Linked DNA regions of Mus musculus: regions 1, 3 and 4 are each linked to region 2. The links are chromatin contacts, called in public Micro-C and targeted proximity ligation maps. All regions are on one chromosome and are shown on one strand. The core of a region is the stretch at or near the end of the contact, and the rest is flanking DNA. Distances in the headings are between cores, read along the strand shown.

Evidence for each region. A called contact is a pair of places that touch in the nucleus more often than the background predicts.
Region 1: a contact with region 2 is called in a Micro-C map of palatal mesenchyme, with 2.0 times the contacts expected there. A contact is called at or near these places in 7 of 39 promoter capture datasets (embryonic stem cells, liver, maxillary cranial neural crest and 2 more), 4 of 484 Hi-C or Micro-C datasets (muscle stem cells, palatal mesenchyme and uterus) and 5 of 130 datasets of targeted methods (craniofacial prominence, embryonic forebrain, embryonic limb bud and 2 more).
Region 3: a contact with region 2 is called in a targeted proximity ligation map of embryonic limb bud, with 3 times the contacts expected there. A contact is called at or near these places in 6 of 39 promoter capture datasets (cranial neural crest, frontonasal cranial neural crest, hippocampal neurons and 3 more), 6 of 484 Hi-C or Micro-C datasets (cerebellar granule neurons, myocytes, nephron progenitors and 2 more), 5 of 130 datasets of targeted methods (embryonic forebrain, embryonic limb bud, fibro-adipogenic progenitors and 2 more) and 2 of 9 other capture datasets (embryonic stem cells and liver).
Region 4: a contact with region 2 is called in a targeted proximity ligation map of intestinal villus epithelium, with 7 read pairs. A contact is called at or near these places in 3 of 39 promoter capture datasets (hippocampal neurons, liver and stem cell-derived epiblast-like cells), 3 of 484 Hi-C or Micro-C datasets (Sertoli cells, adipose-derived mesenchymal stem cells and muscle stem cells), 2 of 130 datasets of targeted methods (fibro-adipogenic progenitors and intestinal villus epithelium) and 1 of 9 other capture datasets (adipose tissue).

What each region holds. Positions count from the first base shown.
Region 1 is chr19:17,634,781-17,637,875 of GRCm38.p6, forward strand. The region is part of intron 9 of Pcsk5 (proprotein convertase subtilisin/kexin type 5); the gene reads right to left. Among named protein-coding and RNA genes, the nearest start is that of Gm41812, 62 kb to the left of the region's middle.
Region 2 is chr19:17,836,198-17,839,235 of GRCm38.p6, forward strand. Pcsk5 (proprotein convertase subtilisin/kexin type 5) reads right to left here and starts at 1,435. Exons shown (of 38, transcript NM_001190483.2): 1 at 758-1,435. The coding sequence starts at 955.
Region 3 is chr19:17,589,525-17,592,758 of GRCm38.p6, forward strand. The region is part of intron 12 of Pcsk5 (proprotein convertase subtilisin/kexin type 5); the gene reads right to left. Among named protein-coding and RNA genes, the nearest start is that of Gm41812, 17 kb to the left of the region's middle.
Region 4 is chr19:17,690,205-17,693,436 of GRCm38.p6, forward strand. All of the region lies in intron 5 of Pcsk5 (proprotein convertase subtilisin/kexin type 5), which reads right to left. It also overlaps the pseudogene Gm17819. Among named protein-coding and RNA genes, the nearest start is that of Gm41812, 120 kb to the left of the region's middle.

The DNA of each region.
Region 1 (3,095 bases), core at 206-2,705, 200 kb before region 2:
ACATTTACCACAGTTCTCAGTGCAAGGCATCTAGGCCCAGGGACATCTAGTCTCACCAGGTTTTATGTTTCTTAGAATTCCTAGAATCCCATGGGAAAGTATCAAGTGTATTTATTTCTAAAAATGACACCAGGCTAAGTTCAGAAAAGCAATTAGACATTAGCTTGCTTTTCTTCCTTTTTCTCAGGATATATAACCTCACGCATTTCCTGAATGTTTGGTAATTTTGTACCTACAAAAATACACATCAAATCTACTTACTTCTGTCCACCCCTCCTTGCCAGTTACCCATACTTTGGCCAGACTCCTTTGAAGCCATCTAAAACATATATATCCAAACAGTATATGTTTCTTCCCACACATATTAGATGTATGTAACATGATACTTTCCCGATGTTTGGTTGCTTAAAAACAGGATTTATTCAGTGGTACAAGAAATAGATTTGAAGATTGCTATAGCAATAAGGACCATTCTTATTTGAGAATACTGTAATAGGAAGAATTGCATATTTTCAGTGAAAGACACTTTATTTATTTATTTATTTATTTATTTATCATTTAATTTGATTACATTTCAAATGTTATCCCCCTTCCCAGTCTTGCCTCCATAAACATCCCTCCCCTCCCCTTCCACTTTGGCTCTAAGAGGGTGCTCCCCCACCCACCCACTATCATCCCACTTCTCTGGGGGGCATCAAGACTCCATAGGATCAAGCGCCTACCCTTTTACTAATGCCAGAAGAGGCAGCCCTCTGCTATAGTGGACTGGCTCATGTATACTCTTTGGTCCATGGTTTAGTCCCTGGGAGCTTTGAGGGGTCCTGTTAGTTGATACTGTTGTTTATCCTATGGGGTTGCAACCCCCTTCAGCTCCTTCAGCCCTTCCCCTAACTCTTCTATTGGGATCACTGGGCTCAGTCTAATGGTTGGCTGTAACTTCATCTGCCTTAATCAGGTGCTGGCAGAGCCTCTCAGAGGGCAGCCATACTAGGCTCCTGTATGCAAGCATATCTTGGCATCAGAATACACCTAAATACAGCCAAGCAAAGAATCAGGTAAGAATCCCTTAGAAATTTCTGTTTTCAGTTTGTCTTTGCAGCAGCTCAAGTCTCCAACATGGTGCTGTTAGTACAACTAAGGTGATGGAAACACTGGCTAGCCCTCAAGACAACTCAAGTGAATGAGCCTGCTGACCAGGGCTTTTCCAGGCATAATGGATACCTTTGGAAGTCATCCTGTTTGAAACTGTTACTTAAGGTACAAAGTCAGGCGAGTCTAGGGAAAATTGGCTTCTATATAATTTGAACTTGAGGAGTGCTAGAGGACAGAGTGTATTGTCTGCGTGTATGTAGACATAACAAAGCTATTTTCATTCACAGTCCTGGCAGAAGGCCCGTGGTAACTGCTCCGTGTGTCTGGTTACAATTATTTCACGATAGGGAATAATCAAGGACAGTACATCCCTACCCTGTCCGCTCAGCCTCAAGTTGAAATGTGTGCTGCTTTGCTGTTCTTAACCCCACAAACCTTGTCAACTCTTTCCTGATTGCCTTTTAATTCACTCATCCTTCTCATGCCAGAAACCTCAGCAGAATTCCAAGTCTGAACTGCAGTATTACAGTACACATGAAACTCTTAAGAGTGTAGACCAGGGAGCATGGATGCGATGTCCGGTCCCTTGTCCTTGTGATTGCACAGAATCTGGGCACTTGTGCCTGGATGTCTCAATGCACGTGGATTTTCTACATTGTAAGTGGAGTGAAACTCTGCTTAAAGAAAGGAGTGGGTATGTCTTTTGCGATGCTACCTCCATAATCAAACACATCTGTGTTCCCCACCCATTGAACATTTCATAGAGCTCAATGTGGCTCTTGGGAAATTTCTCAACAGAACAGTTAATAGTAAGATGTGTTTTTAATTAAGACAACAACAAAAGCAAAGATAAGGCTGGTTACAGGGTATCTTTACCCAGATGCTAAGCCTGATATTTAGAAATGCTTGTGGCTATCGAATCCTTCTTGTGTGGGTCTCCCCTGATTATGTTCAGTTCCTGGAATCTGAAGCTTTGAGTGAGTTGCTTTAACTCAGTCCTAGCTTGTCACAAACTTCAGAAATCTTCTCAGCAGCTCCAGGTATCTTACAATAAGTGAATCTACATTAGGGTGCTGCCCTTAATTTTTCGTACTTATCAATTGGACAGCGTGTAGGGAAAGGTAAGGCAAAAGACATGGTGGTTGATAAGACAGAGCAATAGAAAACCCGCACGGACGGGCTTTTTCCAATTGCAAAAACTGCAGATCATTTAATCTCTCGAGAAAAGACTATTCAGAACTTTATTTTAAAACCATAGCAGATGGTGTACATCATCCTTTGGCTTTGTGGCTGCTCTTCTCACTTGGGCCATCATGGGTCTGACAGGATCTCTCCCACTCAGGACCAAAGGTGGAGGGACTTCCCCTAGGAGCTCCCAAGGGACTCACATAAACAAAAAAGTGACCAGTCACTAAGGACTGACTATCAATAACAGAAGGGACAGAAGCATGAAAGCTACATTCATACAAGCAAGTAACTGCCAGCTCACTTAGGACTCAGTCCTCTTATAGAAAGAAGAAAAAATAGTTTTCATAGATGAATTAATCTGTGTTTAAGAATCAACCTTGTTAAAGATGGCATGCTTAGATGTCATAAAGATTATGAAAGAGAGCACTGTCCCAGCATGAAGCATCACGCTAGCCATCTTTATTTGCCACCTACCCATAGTCATTCTCCCAAGAGTGTATGTATGTATATATATATATATATATATATATATATATATATATATATATATATATATATATATATATAGTTTCATGAATGATTCGTGTATATCTGCCAGTAAATATTTGCTTCCCGAGTGAGATTTTAGCTTTAATAGCTAGTGACTTAAAAAATTCAATTATTCCCTATTCAGTTCTTTCTGGATATACCATTCTGCCTTAAGGGTTTTTTCTGGTGTTGAATATAATTGCTATCTAAACATAAATAAAGATTATACAGTATAATTCTTATTCCAAAGGAGTTTAAGTTTCAACAGTAAAGTATTACTCATGAAA
Region 2 (3,038 bases), core at 185-2,684:
CAGCATGGCAAATCGAACGAAAACCCACCAAAGGCACCTCAGCAAAGCATTCCTGCCACACGCCACAACCGGGTACCCCAGGTTCCACGCCAGTAGAAGATTCCCAAGTTCCCGGAGCAGAACATTTCAGCCGCTTTCAATGTCTCCCAGGTTCCTCCCCACCCAGCTCCGGGGGCCCACATTTGGATCCTGGCCAAGAGAGGCAGCAGCCAGGACCCCCCTAAATCCGTGCTTCCCTCCCAGTGTCCCGCCCCCTTCCTCTCTCCCCACCACCTCCCTTCCAGACGCCGCACTCAAAGCCCTCCAGAGCACAGCAATTCTGTGGCCCAGGAGGTTAATCCAGGCTTTTCTCTCCCAGTTAGAACCAGGGGCGTTCTCACTCCTTGGCCTCCAAAAGTCTCAACCTTCCCTGCCACAGCCACTCGCAGGGCTATTTCCTCAAGCTAAATAGCGCTTCTGGACTTCCCAGGTCCAAAGGTCCAGGCGAGTCTCAACCTGTCCAAGGGCACTCCATATTTTCCACAGACCCTACCTGTCCCTCATTGCTTGTAAAAACAAATTAAACAGAGATCCCAGCAACTTCGGGGCATGTGTGTGACTGTGCAACGAGCGCGTTGGAGAGAGCATCGCCCTAGAGTTCGGGCCACAGCTGCAGAAGCACATCTGGAAAAGGGGGAGGGGTCGAAGCGGAGGGGACAAGAAGCCCCCAAACGACTAGCTTCTGGGTGCAGAGCCTGTGTCACCGGGGGTTGGTTACCTGTCCTACGTTGATGAATCCGTACTTGCTGGCTATGCGATCTGCCTCCGCGAAGCCGCCGGCGATCTTCACTGCCCAGTGGTTGGTGTAGACGCGCGTCCGGCATACCGGGAGCAGACAGCCGGCGAGCAGTGCCAGCACGCACAGCAGGTCCCGCCGTCCCGGGCGGCTGCAGCGGTTCCCCCAGTCCCAGTCCATGGTCCCGACGCTTCGCCGCCTTCGCCCGCCCGCTGGCTCGCGCGCTAAGCAGCGCGCACAACTAACTTCTCCGGCCTGGGCCGGCGGGGCGCGCAGCCGGGAGCGGTCGGTAGGAGGCTGAGAGCCCGGGAGCAGAGCAGAACAGCTAGCCCCTCTCAGGCTCTTAGACCATGCCTGGGGCAGAGGGGACGGGGTGACGGGCTCTGGGCCGGCGGGGCGTTGAGCGATCGCTCCCCGGCTTGCACGGGAGGCGGCGGAGTGGGACTGGAGCCTCCGCCGCGGGCTCTCCCGGCTTTGCTCTTGGACTCTTCGTTTGCCTCTTGCTCCTCTCCGGCCCTGGAGCTCCGTGGAAACGACCGGCCGGAGCGCAAGCAGCGGCCGGGCGCCCCCTCTGCTGAACCCGGCTCCAAGCGCTCGCTCGCTCGCTCGCCCTCTCGCTGCGCTCCCTCCGGCTCCGAGCAGCGCGCCGGGACTGTGAGTGGCGACGGCAGCGGCGCCCGCTCCGCATAAATGACTCCCCCGCCCCCCGGAGCACCCCTCCTTTCCCACATCTCCCTCCTCCTCTACTCCTCCGCCCTCACGAGCGGGGCCTCAGCCAGGAGCCACCCAGGTCCTAGCGCCTCCCTGTTCTCCCTGCTGTAAACTCCAGGGTCGGGCCAGTGAAGTCCTCTCCCCAAAGGGCTGAGAGGAGAGTGCCTCCGGAGTCTTGATTTCTATCCTTTTTATTCCGCCGGGCTGCATTTGAATTAATTTCCCGTTACTCTGGAAAGTCTAAGATTTACAGGATAATGAGAGGGAAGTATGGGCAAAGATTCATTCATCCCGGCGCTAAACGCCCAGGACTGAGCATTTTAAGGTCACTCCTGTCTCAATTTCAAAACAAATATCGAGATTTTCACTTCACTAATTCTTTATGCTTTTCAGTAACTGTTTATTTTGCGCATTCTGCTCCCCGGAGAAGCTGTCACACAGGACAGTTAAGTATCATTCACTCTTACAAAAGCCAAAGCCAAAAGTCTGTCGCCTGTTGACTTGGGAGATCAGCCATTCTGATACTCAGCAGCAACATCACAGGAGGGTGAAATCCCTGCTTAGAGCATGGAAAGATATTTCTATGAATATCTACAGTACTAGAGAACGGATAAGTGTGGGTTCCAAGGGAGCGGCCATTCGGTCATTCGTTTCTGTGTCCTTATCTCCAAGGGCTTCATTTACCTCAGCAAGGAGAGTTTTCCAACTTTCCAAGTATGTCACCAGAGCAGAGGGGGAGAGTAATATAAAAAGGACCACAGAGGAAGTCAGATGAAATGCCACCAAGTCTGCGTTAAAGTACCATGACTTCAGACACAACAGGGAATGGTGTCTGGCCTTCTTCAGACTTCTCTAACCACCTTGTCTTTTGCAGGTGAGGGGCCAAAGAGTAGTTTCTTGTAAAAAGAAAAATTGGTCTTTATGAAATGGTTTGCCTAACCTTAAAAGAAGCAGCTGTCCGAAGCCCTCACATCCTATCCCTCTCCTCTTCCAATCCCTTGTCATTCTTCCTAAAGACTAGTTGACTGTGTCTGAGATTAACCCATCTCAGGATGATTTAACTGTCTGAAGGATATCTGCAAGCTTAAATCTACTAGCACCTTGGAGCATAAATTTTATAGATTTTGCATATTGTATAAATAGATTATATTTTTTTTCTTTCAAACAAATTCAAATAACAATGCCCATACATTACAGATCAAGAGGTAGATGAGAAAAGCAGATACATGCTGCAGAAAGGCATGCATTCTATTGATTTATTTATTTGGCTAGTTTAACACATCTGTTTCAAGGGCCTGGTCTATGATTCCTATCAGATTGTGCTGGACATAGTCGGGGGTGGGGCACAAAATATTGGTGGAATTTAGGCTCAGAATTCTCTAAAGAAAATGCTCATTGTTACTTGGCATTATTTTTGTAAAGAGAGAAACCTAGGCATTTTGCTTGGCTCTAGAGTCCGTATAGTCTGGCTACTGGCCAGTCCCTTTGGACAGACCTCTTACCACCCCTCTCAACCATAGATTCCAGAGTAAGGGGGCAGGGAGGGAGGGAG
Region 3 (3,234 bases), core at 692-3,191, 250 kb before region 2:
GCAACATGCTTCCAAGAAGGTGTGGCAGCTAAATAACAAGGCACTTTATAAGCACTGGCATCCATATGTTATAATTATTTCTAAGACTGTAAATGGTTTTAATTTCAGAACCACGGTCTACTATTCAAACAGTATTTATCACTCTGGTCTGACATTAGCCTATGCACTTGGGAGGCCTTTCTCCTTTCTTTTACTCTGTAAGAGCTTCCTCACAATTTAGGGTGGCACTTATTGATGGCTCCAAGCCCTCACTGAGCTCAACTGTGATAGACTGTTTATGATATTGGGTATTTAAACATACTATTTGGTTCCTTCTTTTTCTTACTGAAAGTGCTTAAATGTTTTGGGGGCTGGAGAGCTGGTTCGGTGGTTAAGAGCTCTTCACCTCCACTCCCCCAGAGGACCTGAGTTAGGTGTTAGCACCCACCCTGGGCACCTTACAACCACTTTTAACTTTAGTTCCAAGGAACCCAAAATCTCTGACTCTCATGTACACTTATATTCATGCGCACATGTACACGTACACACACAAAATAATTTAAAAACATTCTTTTAAAAAGAAATATTTTGGTATTGGTGCTAGAGAGGTTTAGACTATCTAAAAGAAAATTTTATCCCTTAAATGTAAAGTTTCAACAAGCATATTATGGAGTCTCTCATTAACTGCCAAACACATCTGGTTTTGTAATCCTCTTGCAAAAGATTGCCTTCGTTATGGAGTATATGGCTTTTCTGCAGGACTCTGTTTTGCATTATAAACATCTTTGTAAGTTACTCGCACAGCATCCGGGACAATACCACATATATAAGATATTTTGTAACATAAAACCAAGAAAACCTGGGAGATCTTTTAAATTGAGGTTGAGGTGTAGTCTCTGGGCTGGCAGCTCTAATCTCAGTTAGCTTACTAGAAATGGGGCTTCTCAGACCTTACCCCAGAACCATGCAATAAGGCCTGGTGAGCAGGGCTCAGGCATCTGTGTTTGATAAAGCCCCTGGCTGAATGTTTTGAGAGGCACTGCGTAAGCAGGGCACCACTTGCTAAATGCTTACATGCCAGGCCCTGGGGTAATGGTTTACTGTGCATTGGCTTATTCAATACTTGCACCAAGCTTGTGTGAGGCAGTTGGTGTTGCACCTATTTCATGAAGAAATTTACTTCTCTAGATTCAGACACAGACATTAGCAAAGCCAAGAGAAAGCCAGCTGTGTGTAAACCTAAAGGCTTATTCTTAGTGACCACAGCAGGACCATTACAACGGTAATGTTTTCACTGCAAGCCACGAATGCATTAATATTCCATGATGTCTACCAGTATCAACAGTTTCCCATTGAACATTTAGGGACAGCAGTGACAAATGTGACTGAGGCATAACTACTACATTTTACACAATTATTGGGGTTTTCAGACTACAAAGTGTAAATTCTCTCTACTTGAGACTATATAATCAGAAGCAGAAATATGTTTCCATAATCAAATTTACAAAGGGAGCCAAAGTTTCAGCTTTCATTCTGAGGCCAAACACTGGAACAGAGAGCCAAGACAATTAAGCCAAGTCTAAAAGGAAGTCAGATGGGGGTGGGGCAAGGTGTGGAGAGGGGCTGTGCATAATTCTAAGAAGTGTGGCTGATGGAAGAATTTGGTGAGACAAGGCTTTGTTTGGAAATGTTGTGCACAGTGTTTGAAAGATCTCTCATCTAAGAGTTTTCAAAGGACTCTAAACCTAGCAGCTTCCCCACCCTGACCTGTTTGACCTCCAGATTCTCCCTGGAGTAAGCCACGTGCTCTGAAATCAGTCAGAGAATATGGCCAAGAGGCAGGGAGGGCCGAGGAGGAAGAAATAGGACAAGAAAGGGCCATTTGTTCACCCTAGGACAGTTCTGGTGACCCGTAGCTCTAACCCACTAAATCACTGCAGTTGCTTGCCAGGGAAGCTGGCTTTCTGGGCTAATGGGGCACGAAGCTCAAACTGGCCTGGAGTTCTGAATACTGCTGAGTGCCCTCCAGCACTTAGCACCTGCAGCCAGCTTGGGTAAACCACTCTCCTCCCAACAGCTGTTCTCCACAGGAGCTGCCCATCAGTGGGAACAGGGACCCGTTGAGGGGCTCCAGACGGCCCACACAGATGTAACCGTCATGTACAGCACTTTGTAGAAACCAGATCGTCCAGGAACTGCAGTGGTCAACGGATAAACAAGTGAAAAGAAATTCCTCTGAGAAATGTCAAGGAAAGTGAAAGTCTGGGGAGGTGGCACAAGACAACAACCTAGAGAGAGCCCTGGGTCTAAGCAGAGCTAGAACTTTTGCTTCTGTTAAGACCTAGGTGGAGAGACTGCTTCAAAGGCTTGGGGCAGCTGAGCATGGTGGCTCAACCCTTTACTCTGGAGCAGAGGCAGTCGGATATGTGTGTTCGAGGCCAGCCTGATCTACACAGCAACTTCCAGGTCAGCCAGGGCTATACAGTGAGGTCCTAGGGATCTCAAAAACCAAACCAAACCAAACAAAACAAGACTGAAAAAGTTCACGGAGAGTTTTCTACAGTGGCATCCAGGCTAGCAAGCATGCAGACAGGGTGAGGACAGATAACACCTCTGCCACCAGAGGTGAATGTGTGAACTCTAACCACCTTGCGAGAGAAACTTTGCTTTAGAAGTTTATTCCTTCTTTTTAAACCGTGATCTTTGCTCTTCTTTGGAAATTTCTATGCTTGCTTGCTGGCTTTCTTTTTCTTCTCTCCTTCCTTCCTTCCTTCCTTCCTTCCTCCCTCCCTCCCTTCCTTCCTTCCTTCCTTCCTCCCTCCCTCCCTCTTTCCCTCCCTCCCTCCCTTCCTCCCTCCCTCCCTTCCTTCCTCCCTCCCTCCCTTCCTTCCTTCCTTCCTTCTTCCTTTCCTCCCTCTTTCCTCCCTCTTTCCTTCTTTCTTTCTTTGACAGGTTTGTGCTATGTAGCTCAGGTTGGCTTTGAACTCACAATCCTCTGATCTCAGCCTCGCTAGAGCTGGTGTTACAGGCAAGTACCACTATATTCAGCTTAGAATCTTTACTCTTCAAAACCCAGGCTGAATGTTGGGAATGACAACTGTTCCCCTCTCTTAGGAATAATCTTGGGAACACAGACTCCTTCTAAATCCTGCTGTATTCATCCATTCCTCAAGGCAAAGAATTGTCTTGGAGACCAGCATGAAAGACACCAGGACACAGCAGGGCTTTTCTTCATTTCTCTCCAACCCTTTTTGT
Region 4 (3,232 bases), core at 542-3,041, 150 kb before region 2:
TCTGCATGCACGCAAGGACATGAACTGGTAAACATTGCCTGTAATGAGACTGACTTTGTGTGGCAACAGGAAGCTTTGTCCCTTGCTTTTCTTTTCCTATTTTCTTCTGAAAATATGAAAATCATGCTTGTTTAGATGACCCTCAGCGTAGTTATTAAAGTCTTTGTTTTCTAGGCATGGTGGAAGTAAAATCAGTCTTCTTAGGGCCCCAAACCATATACGCGTCTACCTTTTTAAAAGTCTCTTTTATTGATGCTGAATACAGCTTTATACAGGTTCCTCACTTCAGTAAATGCCCTGCATAGTCATTGAAACATCAGTGTCTGTGGGAAAGAACACAATCATGAGGGCTGAGGTTCAGAGCCCCGTACCACTTAACAAGTCAGGTGGTGACAGTGCACACCTGTACTCCAGCTGTAGTTAGTGAAGACTACAGGGTCTCTGGGTCTTGGTGGCTGAGCCCATCCATGGTAGAGAGACCCTGCCTCAAAAAAAGAAAAAAAAAACATAGCGCATGATAGACCATTCTTATTCTGATCTCAGTAAACTTATATAAGTATATATACTTGCCTTCCACAAACATGTATACATATATGCTCACATACACACAAATTCATGTATACACACACATACACACAAATAATTCTTAATATACAATTTACATATTTAAAAACAAATGAAGGTAGTAAAATACTTTAAATATTATTTTATCAGATTGTTTCTTACAATCCTCATTTTTAATTTTATTTGGTTTCTACAATGTTCTTGTACTCTATGTATTTTTTTCTCCAAATTATAAATATGGAAAATTGATTTTTATGGGTTAAGGGACTACTCTAAGTTAATTTGTACAACTAATTTGTATGGAAAGATCTTGAATTCAGATCTCCTGAAATCAAGTCCTAAGGTTTCTACAACAATAAAACAAACATTCAAGGTGGAATATTCACGTGTCCCTGGTTTGTCCACACTTGTCAGGGCCAGAAGAAAATGGTGGTGATTTGAGACCTTTCCTGAGACAAGCACTCTCAGGCTGTGCCCAGAAGCTCTTATGGTTCCATAATGACTGGAGTTTCTACATAAGAAGGAGCTGTTCAAGACTACAAGTACGTGGCTCAGTGGTAGAGTCAGAGCTCAGCATGGGTGAGAGGCTGGGTTGGATTCCTCATCAGAGGTGAAAGTTAAAGAACAACAATGGAACATAAACGTGAGAAGCTGGTGCTGACTCCAGCATCCCTTTCCTTTCCTGTGTGTACCTTCACATCTTTGTGAATACACAAACAACAGAGGCAAAGCAAGCCAATCAAATTGCTTAATGAATTTTCACAAGTCTTGACATTTCCTACACGAGTGACACAGTATCTGGTAAACACAAACAAATCTATGTTGAAAGGGAACTCAGAATGAGAGCTTAGTAGAAACAAGGGAGGGAAATTAGCCAAACTGGCATTGTGACCATGGCCTTGAAAAGGCTTTGTCAATGAAACAATTCCAAATGGTCCTTGGAACAGCCGATAAAGTTTCACAAACCGAGTCGGCTTATGACCCTATTAAAATTCATATTTCACGGTATTTCATAAAAACTACAAGCATGATTCATTTCTGGCTGACGTAAGAGTGCCAGTGACTACATGCTGTTAGATAATATACTACATGCAGTTTCATAATCTCACTTTTATTGTTCAAATAAAGCAATGAATCTGGCTTCAATCTCAGTGGATTCCTTTCTTTCGATCAGCCAATGACTGAATCAAAGACTGACTTGATTAGACTGACTACTGATTACATCATACAATTGGGCAACTACTGATTGAAAAAAAAATTTCTTGATTTGGATCCTGTCCTAGGTGGATCAACTACTGATCACACCCAAGCTCCAACTAGACTACGAGGTGACTCCATCAGCCAATAATTGTCTCAACCACAGAATGGATCCTAGCAATGACTGGATCAAATGCTGACTGAAGCAGGTTCCTGGATATATCTTCTACTGACTGGATCAAAGAAGTTGATTAGAGTCAGTGCTGAGTGGATCAGCCACTGCTCTGTCTCCAGAGGTGAGATCCACTCCTGGACCGATCAACCTGTGGATTATATTAATGATTCATTTTACCACTTTGATTAGAGACGTTGTTGATCACATTAGACAAAAATCATTCCTGCAGTGGCTCTTCAAACTACGCAGGTTGTGGCTTAAGATCAGCAACTTGTTGGTCTCCCTTGAAAAGGCATAAACAATCATGTGTCAAATCACACTTATGATAGGAATTGGCTTGCTCCTTTGAGCTATGTAAGATACTCTATGCAAGTCTCTAGCCACATCCTAAATGCTTCTTTATTCCAGTCACTATGACATATGAACTTTTGGCACCAAAACAGATTCCCAACTGATAATTCCCATAAACACAATGTGACAACAGGCAAATGTCCAGGCCCTAAATGACATGCAGTCATTTAAGAACTCCCCCAGAATGCACATGCAGTTCACTCAATCTCGCAATAAGGATCTTATTTGACAACCTGCTTAGCCAGATGTAAGTCCACATTGAAAGACATAGAGGAAGTCAAAGTGTCTGCCTGAAGGAGACCTTGGCAAGGAGATTGAGCAGAAGTATGACTGTGGAGAAGAGATCCTGATCACAGTGCTGTCTGCCATGACAGAGGAGGCAGCTGCTGCGATCAAGGCCATGGCAAAATAACCAGCTTCCAGGGTGGTGATGGTGGCAGCAGCGATCCATGAGCCTACACAGGCCCCTCCCCAAGCCAGGTTCTGCTCTGGCTGGGCCCTTGGCTGGACTCCTATTTGCATTTATTTGACGTTTTATTTTGATTTTCCTCACCCCCTCAAACTATCAGGGAGACCCTGCCCTTCACCTAGCTCCCTTGGCCAGGAATGAGGGAGCCATGGCCTTGGTGAAACTCCCTGCCTCTTCTCTCGCAGCCCTGATGGGGGAGAGGGAGCCGGGTACTGCTCGTGGTTTAGGTTCCCCTCTCCTTTTTTTTTCTTTTTAATTCAATTTGGAATCAGAAAGCTGGATTCTGGCAAATGGTCTTGTGCCCTTTATCCTACTCATCCCCAATCTAGTCCCCTGTTCTCCATAGTCCTTCACCCCCAAGCACCACTGTACAGACTGGGGACCAGCCCCTTCCCTGCCTGTGTCTCTTCCCAAACCCCTGTAGGAGTGGTGAGAAGAGGGGGCAGAGGACACGATCCCTCCTCAGGCATCTGGGA